Regions from separate parts of the Mus musculus genome. Here all the other regions are linked to region 3. Evidence: chromatin contacts called from public ChIA-PET and HiChIP or PLAC-seq data. All regions are on one chromosome and are shown on one strand. Each heading gives the region's core, a stretch centred on a gene start, on an enhancer-like site or on the middle of the called end of the contact. The rest is flanking DNA. Distances are from core to core; before and after follow the strand shown.

What was found. ChIA-PET counts read pairs in DNA pulled down with a chosen protein or histone mark. HiChIP or PLAC-seq counts read pairs in DNA pulled down with a chosen protein or histone mark.
Region 1: an H3K27ac HiChIP or PLAC-seq map of T-cell acute lymphoblastic leukemia shows a contact between it and region 3, with 6 times the contacts expected there. The contact joins two enhancer-like sites. A contact is called at or near these places in 4 of 15 datasets of contacts at CTCF or cohesin (embryonic stem cells, large pre-B cells and pro-B cells), 41 of 484 Hi-C or Micro-C datasets (B cells, the Ba/F3 cell line, CD4 T cells and 21 more), 14 of 115 datasets of contacts at active chromatin or transcription factors (the HPC-7 cell line, T-cell acute lymphoblastic leukemia, acute myeloid leukemia and 4 more) and 4 of 9 other capture datasets (adipose tissue, embryonic stem cells, liver and 1 more).
Region 2: an RNA polymerase II ChIA-PET map of memory CD8 T cells shows a contact between it and region 3, with 18 read pairs. The contact joins two enhancer-like sites. A contact is called at or near these places in 1 of 484 Hi-C or Micro-C datasets (embryonic stem cells), 5 of 115 datasets of contacts at active chromatin or transcription factors (acute myeloid leukemia, embryonic stem cells, large pre-B cells and 1 more) and 2 of 9 other capture datasets (liver and pancreatic islet).
Region 4: a contact with region 3 is called in an H3K27ac HiChIP or PLAC-seq map of embryonic stem cells, with 2.7 times the contacts expected there. The contact joins two enhancer-like sites. A contact is called at or near these places in 2 of 115 datasets of contacts at active chromatin or transcription factors (both in embryonic stem cells) and 1 of 9 other capture datasets (liver).

Annotation. Positions count from the first base shown.
Region 1 is chr17:31,010,015-31,013,035 of GRCm38.p6, forward strand. Umodl1 (uromodulin-like 1) reads left to right here. Exons shown (of 22, transcript NM_177465.4): 22 at 1-696. Among named protein-coding and RNA genes, the nearest start is that of Abcg1, 46 kb to the right of the region's middle. Within about 2 kb of position 1,712, at least 34 of the 459 cell types and tissues checked have an H3K27ac peak or open chromatin away from gene starts, as enhancers often do. A contact at or near this core is called in CD8 T cells, T-cell acute lymphoblastic leukemia, bone marrow-derived macrophages and 1 more, where this site is marked.
Region 2 is chr17:31,038,115-31,041,015 of GRCm38.p6, forward strand. No RefSeq gene overlaps it. Among named protein-coding and RNA genes, the nearest start is that of Abcg1, 18 kb to the right of the region's middle. Within about 2 kb of position 1,612, at least 139 of the 459 cell types and tissues checked have an H3K27ac peak or open chromatin away from gene starts, as enhancers often do. A contact at or near this core is called in acute myeloid leukemia and memory CD8 T cells, where this site is marked.
Region 3 is chr17:31,324,351-31,327,478 of GRCm38.p6, forward strand. Slc37a1 (solute carrier family 37 (glycerol-3-phosphate transporter), member 1) reads left to right here. Exons shown (of 20, transcript NM_001242427.1): 9 at 1,316-1,353. Among named protein-coding and RNA genes, the nearest start is that of Slc37a1, 30 kb to the left of the region's middle. Within about 2 kb of position 1,666, at least 75 of the 459 cell types and tissues checked have an H3K27ac peak or open chromatin away from gene starts, as enhancers often do. A contact at or near this core is called in CD8 T cells, T-cell acute lymphoblastic leukemia, acute myeloid leukemia and 3 more, where this site is marked.
Region 4 is chr17:30,879,624-30,882,661 of GRCm38.p6, forward strand. No RefSeq gene overlaps it. Among named protein-coding and RNA genes, the nearest start is that of Glp1r, 21 kb to the right of the region's middle. Within about 2 kb of position 1,553, at least 17 of the 459 cell types and tissues checked have an H3K27ac peak or open chromatin away from gene starts, as enhancers often do. A contact at or near this core is called in embryonic stem cells, where this site is marked.

The sequences.
Region 1 (3,021 bases), core at 462-2,961, 310 kb before region 3:
CTCAAACCCAGCACAAACATGGCCCCACTTACCACAGCCTTCCAAGCTTTGACATCCAAGCTGCTCTGTGACTCCTGTTCTCTGACAATGACATCCTCACAGACATTTCCCATGATGCTCGTTCACGAATGGATCCCTCCGATAAACTCTCCGAGGGTGGTTTTCCATGAACAAACACTAACTCAGCTCTCCTTATCAGCATGAGTCTCATAGTTGCCTGGCAGTGACTCAGGACAACCTAGGTGAAACCGGAACGCTTTCTAACGAGTCGCAGTCATATGATGTGTATGTAACACCTCTTGCATGTTTCCCAGCACATCCATGGACATTTTTCATGTAATTCCATGGAGAGAAGGTGTGATTTTTTCCCCCCACTCTATCACAAGGAATCAGGGAAGAGGTGGGGGAGGTGCGTACCATGCTAACAGGTCCTCTACTTTGTTGATTTGAAAGATGGCCATTGGTTACATAGTTATCACCTGAGACAATAGTGTTCTCCCTAGGGAATATAAAAGCATAACAGGGTTGTAGCATTTAATTAATGTGCTTGCTTATGTTGAATGTGACTGTCACTTATACAGATCATCTGGGGGAAACGAGTCTTTCGATTTTTTGCATATTCTTGCGGGTAAGAATGACAACCGGGAGTCTGTGTGGCTAGCCACCTTTGAGCAATAAATTTTTCCTGGCACTGAAGTGGTTTGCCATGTTGCTTCCTCCCGTGTGGTTCAGTTCATGTAGCAGGCCATCCCTGGGCACTGATTCTTTGCCAGACACTCCAGGGAGATGCTGAGGTGGGGCTCCCCACCCCCCAACCCCACCTCTGTGTCATCTATCTCTTCTGACATCAGCCTGGCATCTTCCACTGACTATTATTGAGAAAAATAAAATCTCAGAAAACCCAGGTACTGAGCCCAAGACCAGGCAGCTCTCTCACACTTCGCCTCAGTCACACAGTCTCAATGACAGGCTGTGCCAGCTGTGAGGACAAACTTCAGGGTTCTGGAGACTCCAGTCCATAGATAGTCATGTCTCCTGTTGGTGGAGGAGGATGGCAGACATTTCCTCACAGAGCGCTCACCATGGCCTCTGGGGGGTGACTCTCACTTTATAGCTCAGGATCTGAACTTATCAGTTAGGCAAGTTTTATAAAGTATGTCAAGGAACCAGAATTAGAACCAAACCCATCCACTGTCAAATGGAACAACTGATCCATTGTAAAGTCTACCTCTACCTCCTGAGGAACAGGGTGGGGACGGGGGACCTCGTGGGTTTCAGAATATACCTGGGAAGTCCAGATGTTCCACAGAGTGGTCATCCTTTTCCTGCTGTGGTTCTGCCTGGGCCCCTGGAAGGCCTTACCTTGGCCCTGATCTTCCTGACACAGAATCTGTCTGGGTGTGAAATGAGACACAACAGAAATCGGATTGAGGTCCGGGTCTGATGGAGGAGGGTCTGTTTGTGCTAGAGGGTGTGGTGGAGGAAGGGCTGTTGGAGAAGGAAACCTGTTGGAGGTGGAGAGGCTGTTAAAAGAGGTCTGTGGGAGGTAGAAGGTCTAATGGGGGAAGATGTGATGGAGGAAAGGTCTGATAGAGGAGGGCCCCACAGAGATGAAGGTCTGATGAAAGTGTGCTCTGATGGGAGGTGGCTCTGACCCACTACCTGATCCAACCTGCAGCTCTCCAGTATTGCCACTAGATGGCGCGCTGAGCCAAGCCTGGATCCAGGGTAACATGAACCCTTGTGTTTTTGAAGCAAACAGGGCTCTGGCTTCTCTTCTTTGCTGGATTTGAGTCTCCTGCCCTTAAGCAAAGACGAATCTGAAGGTTTTCTGTAGGCACAGGGCCTTAGAGGTGACGCTAGGCTTTGAAAGTCAGTCGGCCCCCTGTAGTTCTCTTCATCACTCTGACTTACAGGAAGTGCAGGATGGCGTGTGTGGGGAAGGTGCAGCAGCAACATCCACTTCACAGCAACATCTGCTTTACTCAGACATTTTTGAGAAAACAGTCCCTTTCTTTCCCCCTCCCCTCTCCATTTAGGAGGAAAAGGTGGTTGGGGAAGATTGCTAGGGTTCTTTCATCTTTCTGTCAGGTGCACCAGGGGCGTCCAATCCAACCCTGGCCACAATGACTCTTCTTACTTAATCTGCAAAGTGAAATCGTGGCTGCTGCAAGCAGGAGCTTCCACCTCCAGGAGCCTTGGGCAGGCATGTGGGTATCAGGGCAGGAGCTGGGGCTGGAGCCTGAAATGGAAACTTAAGGGTTCTTTGAAAACTCTGTCGTGTTGGATGGTGTTTTTTTTTGTTGTTGTTGTTGCTGTTGTTTTTTGGGTTTTTTGTTGTTGTTTTTTGTTTTGCTGGGGCAAACACATGAAGGAATGTTTCGCTGAAGCAGACACAGAGGAAAGGATGTTCTGCTAAAGCAAGCACGTAAGAGGACACATGATGAAGGATTCTTTGCTAACGGCACACATGTATTGGTTCACCTTACATTGCAAAATTGAGCTGTATTTGTCGGGACTCCATAGAGAGAAATGCAGCAAAAAAAAAAAAAAAAAAAAAAAAAAAAAAAAAAAAAAAAAAAAAAAAAAAAACTTCTGGTGGTGTGCTGCGGTTTCTTGTTGCTTCCATGGACTCAGGCTGATTGGCAGAGTGATGTCAGCTAAGACAGACTCACGTACTGAGGCAAGACATAGGGAGGACCCGTGGAGACCCCGTGATGTTTGGAGGGAGCATCAAGAGATTCCAACAGACTATAATGGAGGCTGAGCTTGGCTGGCCTGTAGAGCTAGCTGGACAATGTCTGCTGGTCTCATGTCTTCTCTGATCTTCACTTCTCTGAGACGCTCAGCCAGAACTTTTCCTGGCATTCCTGTTGGCTCTGGTCCCTCCTGATGACTTGGGCAGAGACTGAGGTCTGGCTGTTTTGCTAGGTAGTGCTGTTGCCACTGCTAATTCGTGTTTGTTAACCCAACTCTACCAAACTGGACTGCTGGTGTATCCGTGAAGTGTATGCGAGTGGA
Region 2 (2,901 bases), core at 362-2,861, 290 kb before region 3:
GGATCAGGGGTTCCTCACACAGTCTCACCTGCATAGCCTGCATTCGTATATATGGAATTGACTGCAGTGACCACAATCCTTAATGGATTCCTTCCTTTATATAGTGTATATAGAGTATACACTATAGTTCTGTTCATTAAATCCTTACTGATTGAAGCTAGCCTGATCTACACTTAGAGTTCCCGGGCCAACCAGGGCTACATAATGAGACCCTATATCAACAAAACAAAATAAAACAAAAACAAAAAAAACCCTAAGCCATACCAAGGTGAATTCAGATCAGTTTTGTTTTTGTTTTTTAAATAAAGAACATTTCACTCTCTATGTAACTGGGTGTGTTGGTGAGCTTCGTTGTGGACAGGCCAATTCAAGGAAGTGGTAGTTGGCACACTCCCAGCTCTGTCCTACACGGGCTCCCAAACTGGCTATGGGAGAGGGCTGGCACCCCCTGACTCAGAGTCACAGGTCAATGACCTCAGTGTGGTGGGTGGCGGCAGCTACCATCTGGGTTCCTGGTATTTGGGAACAGCTCCGAGAACTCATGCCCAGAGAGAGGAAGGCACTGCAAACAGCAATACTAAGTGGGTGAGAGGCAACTTGGCTATGGGTGACAGCTTCTGCCCCTTTCCCAGCAGAGAGTATATGGCTTGGAGAACAGAGCTAATAGCTGAAGACTTAGTGTTAGCATTTTGTCTAAGCTCTGCCCCACAGTTACCTGGCAACGGCCAGGTGTGCCTGACTCATAAAAGGGTCTGCTTGCCCGCCCCCCTTTTCTCTGCCTCTACTACCCTCTCAACTCCCCTACCCGTGCCCTGCATAAACTCTATTCTGTACTATACCTTCATGTGGCTGGTCCCTCAGGGGGAAGGAATGCCTCAGCATGGGCCCATAGAGGCACCCCTACCCCCACACCTGACTGCACATTCACCAGACATATTTCTTCCCTCCTTTATCTTTTTACAAAACACAATACTTAGGAACAATGATGACATCTTATATGAAAAGGCTGAATAAGACGGGTGCAAAGGGTGTTTCAGTGAGAATGGAGTTTGAAAAAAAAAAAAACAAAGACGAAACTCAATGCCCATCCTAGAAGCGCAAATGTACATCTGGACTAAGGTGGTCCAGATATCCTTCACAGCCAACTTACACAGCAGAACACAAGACACACAAGCCTAAGATGACCCCAAGCCAAAAAATTATTTCACCTCGACTTCATAACTATAATTTGCTACTGTTATGAATCACATTGTAAATATCTGATACACAAACCCTAGGGAAGGGTCTTTTGACACCCTCCCAAAGGGGTCGAGACCCACAGATCGTATTAAGAACTGCCTGCTGCTGGGCAGTAGTGGCACACACCTTTAATCCCAGCACTTGGGAGGCAGAGGCAGGCAGATTTCTGAGTTCGAGGCCAGCCTGGTCTACAAAGTGAGTTCCAGGACAGCCAGGGCTATACAGAGAAACCCTGTCTCAGAAAAAAACAAAACAAAACAAAACAAAACAGAACTTCCTGCCGTGTTTAAGATACACGGTCCAGTCTAGGTGACAATGTGACAACAGAGCACAGGTGGATTTTATCCTGTGGCTCTGAAGATGTGAACTGGGTTTTGATTGCCTCAGAACTGCCCTGAAGTAACCTCAGCCCTTCCTGCTGGTGCAGAGACAGCCCCATTAGGCAATTCCCTCTCAACACGTGACTGCATAGGGCCTCAATTTAAAACCGTTCTCTGAGAAACAGAAAGCAGAAGCTGAGTACTTGGGGATGGTTTGGGGTTTGTTTTGCATGTCTGCAGTGCAAAGCGAAATCCTGTCCCACCTAAATGGGAGGGGCTCCTTCCCCTGGTCACTTGCAGGGTCTTAGAATGGATCGCAGGATGCTTTGCAGCAGTACAGTTTCGTGAGAAGTGTCTATGCCTAAGGCCACATGAATTTGCTTTAAAAGAAATTAAATGTGTGGCATTGCTAGTTAGATACAGTCAAGGAAAGTGTAAGTTCATGTTAGGCAGCAAAGAATCATGGGAATTTTAACTTCTATGGACTTTATTTAGTCAACAAATACAGTGAGAGATGGCCAAGAGAAAAGCAAGGACAGACTTCAGTGGCCCGGTGAGGACAAACTGAAGAAAATCAGGATAAAGGTGGCCCCTGAGAACTTGGTCTGTGGGGTGAGGACCTTGTACTTAGAGTGGTATGCATGGATCTAATCAAGTTAGACATCTAGGGGTCCCTGCTATGGGGATGTTGGCATATGTCCTGAAAGGTCCCAGAAACAGGTCCAGTTCTCTTGCAGAGAAATTGTCTGGGATAGCAATTACACCCAGTATCCTCAACAGCCTGTAGTCGGTTAAGGACCGTTCCAACCAGTGTCCCCTGGGACCATGGCCTTCTTAGCTGTTGACCTTTGTGGCTTTCAGTCCTGACCCGGAGCCCACCTCTTCTGGTCCTGGCTAGCCCGGTACTTGCCTTTCCCTATCTTCCAACAGCTCCCCCACCCTATCCTAACAACCACACACCATGTGATGTCTCCTCTCCCCAGGCTGGGTGTGAGCCTCCCTCACCGTCCTGTGACTTCCCAGATGTTACATTTCTCTTTATTTCTGAGACAGTTTAGGTTCATACTGAAGGTTTAAGAAAGAGCAGAAAAAAAAAAAAAAAAAAAAAAAAACCAGCCGTATAGCTTTTGCCCGAGTTTCTTCAACAGAGACTTCTTGCACAGTAGTGATCTAATGTCACAACCACAACATTGTCCTTGGCAACAGCCTAGAGACAAAACACATCACCTTGAAAGAATTCCTCCTATTAGCCTTTTCTGGTCACATCCTCTCCCCCTCTACCTCCATCTCTTTCTTAAGCCCAGTCTCTAAGATGTCCCATCTGTGCAACACTTTCGCTTCA
Region 3 (3,128 bases), core at 416-2,915:
TATTTAAAGCTCTCTGTTCCGTTCACTTCCGTGTCCTCTTCCTCCTCTGTTCCACACGCTGCTCTCCTAGTGTGGGGGACGCCCCCGAACCCCATTCGCACCAGCTGCTTTGCCTCAGCAGCCACTTCCCACCCCTGTTCCTGCTTCTGCCTCTCTTGGGCTCTTCACTGAAGTATGTGGCTTGTCCCCCCTACGTGACCCAGGCCACAGACCTGGTCATGGTGCCCTAGTAGTCCCTTCATCTTCCTCCCTGAGCTCTGCAAGACTCTCTCCAGGGCCTGGTGCTCGCTCAGCTGGGCCTTGCTGTGCAGGACAGTGTCCCCAAAGCTCTGTACTGTCCCTCCCATGCTCAGGTCACCCATCTCTCACATGCCGATCTGAGCTTGGCCCTGCTCTCTCCCCTCCCCCGGGGTTAAGATGTTCTTCCCTCCTGTTCTTCATCTGTCATACCTGGGGCCTTTTCCTGGGTGGCAGGCAGAGACTGCCCCATGTGGAAGGCTGCCTGCCTCCCTGATACCATGCCAGGCCCCAGGGCTCTTCTCCCACATACACCCAAGTTCCCAGGGTTCAGGGACAAGCTGCTGTTTGTTAGGGGAGCTGAGTGACCACCCAAGGCCCAGAAGGTCAACGAAAAGATAAGCATCAGGTGACAGAAGGGACAGGGAAGGCCTTTTCATGACATCACTTTGTTGCAGCGATGCCAGTGCTCCATTTTCCTCCCGGAAGGCGTCTGATCTCCGCTCGCTTTCGTTTCTTAGAAATTCATTGTCCCTTACAAAGTTACAGATTCTGTTCTGAGAGTGCTTGGGTGCCTTTCTCGTGTTTCTGTGTCTGTCTAACCGGTCCAAGGGTCCACCGTGTCCTGGGCTCAAGCTGACTTATCCCACTATCAAACTCCTATTCATACCCTCGGGCTGCCACACGCCCATCCCCACTCTGTGGAAGAATGGGAGGGGAGGTGGGCTATGCCGTCCCCTCCCTCGATGGCCCCTTGGCCTGGGCTGTCTTCCTTCCTTAAGCTCTGTTTAGTTTAGTGGAGCACCAGATAAGAGTCCTATCCTCTTCCAGTGGACCTTGTTTCATGCATTCAAGGACATACAGCCAATAAAAAACGACAGTAATGAAACATACCCGGATGCTCTTGTAGTTCCCTCTTCTGTTACCACTGTGGGAAGAGGCCCTAAAACTTATTTAGCAGGAACACCGGGCGAAGATCGGGTCCATTGCCAGCAGCACCCTAAGCGCTGCTGAGGGCTCCAGTTCATTGGCTGTGGGTGGCGGTATTTAGTTACCCATCTCCTGTTTGCTCTTTCAGACCCTAAGGACGTCAAGTGCTCCTCCACCCTCCCCACGGTAAGAGCTCCTGTGTTTCCTGTTACCTCCCAGTACAGCCTGCTCCTCTTTACAGCCCACACTGCCAGCAAGGAAAGGCTGGCCACAGCCTCACGCATGACAAGAGTCTATCTCAGCCATTGCAACCCACTGAGCCCTTCCTGCTTCTAAGTCCTCCGCTCTCCCTACAGAGGCTACCTGAAACATGTCACCACAGCCTGGCCTGACATCCCTCAGTGGCTCCCATAAAACCCCCTCTACCTGTTTTCCCTCTGCCCTGTCAAGCAAGCGTTAGGCATATCAAGGAGACCCTTGCTCTAGGGACAGTGCCCAAATTGTACAGCAGGGGGCACCAGAGCCTCTTCCTGTTGAGGCTTAACAGCCCAGGGGTCCTGGGTGTATGTATGTGTGTGTGGGGGGGGTGGGGGGTGGAGAACATTCTGACACTTTATTAACGAAAAACAAAAATAAGCAAAGAAGGCTACTATATTCTAGAAATGTAGCCATGGTGGTATTTGAAAGTGTTCTCAAAGCCATGATGATTTCAGAGTCCAAGTTCACAGAGCTGGTGGTGATTTCATTGTGATCTGAGGCCTCCGTGAGTCACTGGGGTTTGGGGGGTGGGGTGGGGTAGCTCTAAACACAATAGAACCAGGATACTCACTTGCAGACAAGAAAACCTCTGTGGCCACATCCTGCAGCAGCGAATTCTAGAAGTGGCTTCTTCCTCATTGCTAGCTCCAGACATACAGGGGACCAGGCTAGGCACAAGCTCCTGCCTCTCCTGCTGGCACGTATGTGAGGTAGGGCTGAGTCTGCCCGATGCTATACGTGATCTTGGCCAAAAGGTCTAAGCATATCTTTATTAATTTTCTCCTTTTCAAGTCTCTGAGTGAGTCACCAGGGTCTCACAGAGCTCAGCTGCCCTGAGGGCTCGATGGCATGCTGAGCCGGAATCATAAACAGAACTGTTGCTATCTCCACCCTCTTAATGTTTCACAGTGGGGTTCAGCTTCAACACAGGAAGTCATGGGGGTACCCAGCCCTGGCGTAGCTGAGCTGAAGAGAAAAACCATGTCTATTAGGCCTCATCAGAATTCAAGGCTTTAGTGTTTCAAATGGGACCATCTGAATGGGGGAGGGGTGGGGCGAGAAATATTTACAAATTGTGTCTGGGCAGAGACCTGCATCTAGAATACTAACTCATTACTTAGACAGCCAAGGACAAGCAGGGTCAGAGGACCACAGCAGATATTTCTTCTAAGAAGACACACGGGTGGGCTGTGGGCAAGAAGTACGTGTGTCTCACCACTCGGTGTGAGCAGGCATCAGGCGACTTGGTCAAATCCACAGGGTGGCTGTCATGAGGGTTAGTGTGAATGTGGAGGGATCAGAACTCCCGCCTCCCTAGGGCGTATGGAAAGGGATGCAGCCTCGTGGAATGAACAGTTACATCTGACCCCACAGCCCCACTCCCAGAAACACACCAAGAGAATCACAATCACGAAAGACTTGGGCACACAGGTTACCCATAGGGTTATAGCATCCCAAAAATGGAGCAAAATAGACAACTGCCAGTTGATAAACAGATGCATTCAGTGTGATACATTCTGTGGTGAAATATTATTAGGCAGTAGGAGAAATTAAGCTCTGTTGAAGCCATTTGGCTGAACTAAAGAAGCGATTCAGAGAAAGCCACAGCATAAATACAGTTCCATTTGTATGAATGCTTGACTGCTGAGCTATAGCCCAGTCCCTGTGGGAAGCATCCAGAAGTGGGAAAAAATCCTGAGAAC
Region 4 (3,038 bases), core at 303-2,802, 440 kb before region 3:
GTGTGTGATCATGGTGAGATGGGAGACACAGAGACAACTAGATCCCTCAAGACCTTGTCTCAAAGTGGAAGGTAAGGACCAATACCCAAGTTTGTCCTCTGACCTCTCTATTTGTGGTATGGTAAACATGTGCCTGTACTCACAGACACAGATACACACACACACACACACACACACACATATACACACACACATGCATGTGCGCACAAGTCAAATATATATTTTTTATATATATATATATATATATATATATATAAATTTGTAGTGGGTTTGGCCTAATGCTGCCCAAGAGTCCACAGGAAAGACACTGAGAGACCCTGCCCTCCAGTTGGTTCTGATTGGTAAATAAAGATGCTGGCAGCCAATGGCGAGGCAGGGCAGACAGAGGAGGGACTTTTAGGGTTCCAGAACTTTGGGACCAAGAGAGGAGAATATGGAGGAGAGGAAAGACGTCATGCCTGAGAAGAGTGGAGGACAGGGAGATCTCTATGTAGCTGCCATGTAAGAGTTGGGAGTGTGGCCCAGGGTGCTGCCCAACTGGGTACAGAACAGCCAATGTAGAATATAAGATTAAGTAAATGATAACTCGGGATTATCGGTGGGAGGTCGATTACCTGAATGGAGGTTAGGAAGTGGCCCAGCTGTTGAGCTGTTTAAGGCATATCAGATATAAGGCTGCGTGTGTGTCTTCCTTTCGGGAATGTTAAGCATTGAGGCAGGTAGCAAGTCTGTGGCCGGGATCTTTTGATTAATTAATTCAACGTGCATTCGTTGAGAGAAGAGAAAAAAAATGATCGGGCAAAAGATAAAGGGGTTAAGACAAATTTACTGAGAAAAAAAAGGAACTGTGGTGATCTTTCTGGGTTTTTTTTTCTACTTTATTATATTTATATGATGCTATGTTTTGTCTGCATGTATGTTTATGTGCACTAGGTGTTCAGTGCCCAAGTTGGCCAGAAGAGGGCCTGGATCCCCTGGAACTGCAGATATAGATGGTTGTGATCCACTGTGTGGGGGCTGGGAGTCAAATCTGGGTCTGCAAGAGCAACCAGTGCTCTTAACCTCTGAGCCACCCTTCAAGCCTACTTTGAATTTGAAAGAGCCAAAAAACAATTCACCGGTAAAGTAAGTTAATAACTTGAACCTAGGTGGCTAATAAAATCTCCAATGGTGGCATTTTTGTTAAGTTAAAAAAAAAAAACTTTAATATTTAGCCTAATTAGAAAGACTCAAAAGACACAACCGTTGAAAAGATAACCCGTGGTGGCATTAGCCACCATCAACACGTGTGTCCTTGGAGCGTCCAGGGCTGTTGAGCTATTGATGTAGGTAGTGTTTCCGGATTTGATTAAAACGTTCGGCCCATTGAAGACTCCAAAAGTTTCCTTCTCTTTCTCCCTGTCTTAGGGTTCTCTAACCACCAACTGGATGAGGTATGGATGGGGAGGTGGGGGTGGGGTTCCTAAAAAAGCTCTGGGGCACAGGAGACAGCCTGGGACCAAGGGAGAAGCTGGGCTGCCTGGCGGAAGACAGCCAGCCAGCCCTCCAGCACTAAACCCTGCAGTCAGTCAAGGAGACTGCCTGGGACCTGAGTTGGACTAGCCAGCCCAGGTGCCTCTCCTCCCTTCCCCTCCCTGTTTTCCCAACCTGCTTTGATTTTTAAATCTAGTCATGTGGCTGTTTGGATTGCCTCCCCACTCCCACCCCACCCCCACCCCCACCCCTTCAGACACCTGAACAACTTAATCAAAAAGCCTGCGTGCTGCTGGCCCAGGCTCTCACCTGTGAGAATCCAGGTGAAGAGACGTCCCTTTCTGAGGGAGGACCCTGTCTGATGGGAGCACGGACAGGTTTGGAAAAGATGCCCCCCTCTATGCAAAAGCAACTACTATTTGAAATCCTCCATTCTTAATTGTTTTTTTTTTTTCAGGGCCATAAATTCCCTAGGAAGTTTTGAAAGATCAAGCCGTATTTTTGCCTTTGAAAAAATTACTTTTGTACCTTGAGCACATGGGAAAAAGTTAGATCCATTGCATCTGGCGTTGACTGCAAAAGAGACCTAGAGCCTTTGAACACTCAAGTGTTGATTTACATACAAACCTCTGAGATGGATATAAATACTTGGGTGGGGGGTGATACTCAAGACATAAAAATCATCTCTGTCTACTCCGAATCAGTACTTACGCCTTGTAGGAGCTGTGGGTGTAAAGATCACCCCTAACCCCTTCTATACACCCCGGGATGAGCCAGAGAATGAGAACCTTAGAGGTATTGCTGTCCCCACCCCACCCCAATTACCCTAAGGCTTGCTCACCTTTCCGGGGATTATGGGGGTGCAGTGGAAGCGACTGTTACAGGTGTTTCATTATAAAGTTTTAATTGAATAGTTGTCAAGGTGGAACTGACCAATTAAATCACCTCCTCTCTATTTCCAGACAGAAATCTTTATTTGACCCAGTTGGGACACTTGACACTCGAGGCTCCAATTCCCCGGCGCCTTCACAGCTTCCTCGAGATGGTGTTTTCGAGTGTGTGTGGGGGGGGGGGGGAGGGGCTCTTTTTCATTCGGGGGTTTGGGGGTGGGGAGGGGCTCTTTCTCATGCCGATCAGTCACGGGTACTTCTGTAGCCAGGAAGGAACCCCCGGCCTCTTTAGAAAAGTGACTGGGGATTTCACCCGGGTATCTGGAGGATAAGGACATCCAGCTGTCATTTCTGGCTTCTATGCCTGCCTTCCTGATTATGCAAACTGCCTCTTTTCTATTGTCCCTCTTCCATTGTGAGCCTTAAAGGACATCCGTGTCCTGTCCTGATAAAACCCAAAGAGAGGTTGCCAGACAAATAGAAAATACTCTGTCACACCCCTCTTATCTTCTCTCTCTCTCTCTCTCTCTCTCTCTCTCTCTCTCTCTCTCTCTCTCTCTTTCTCTCCAGAGCCGGACTGGCTGTTTGGCATTTAGCTAGAGTATATCAAAAGCTTCCTCTTTGATGTGCCCTCTCTTGGGAAAAGCAGTCATTTTGGGTTTTTTTCCACATTCA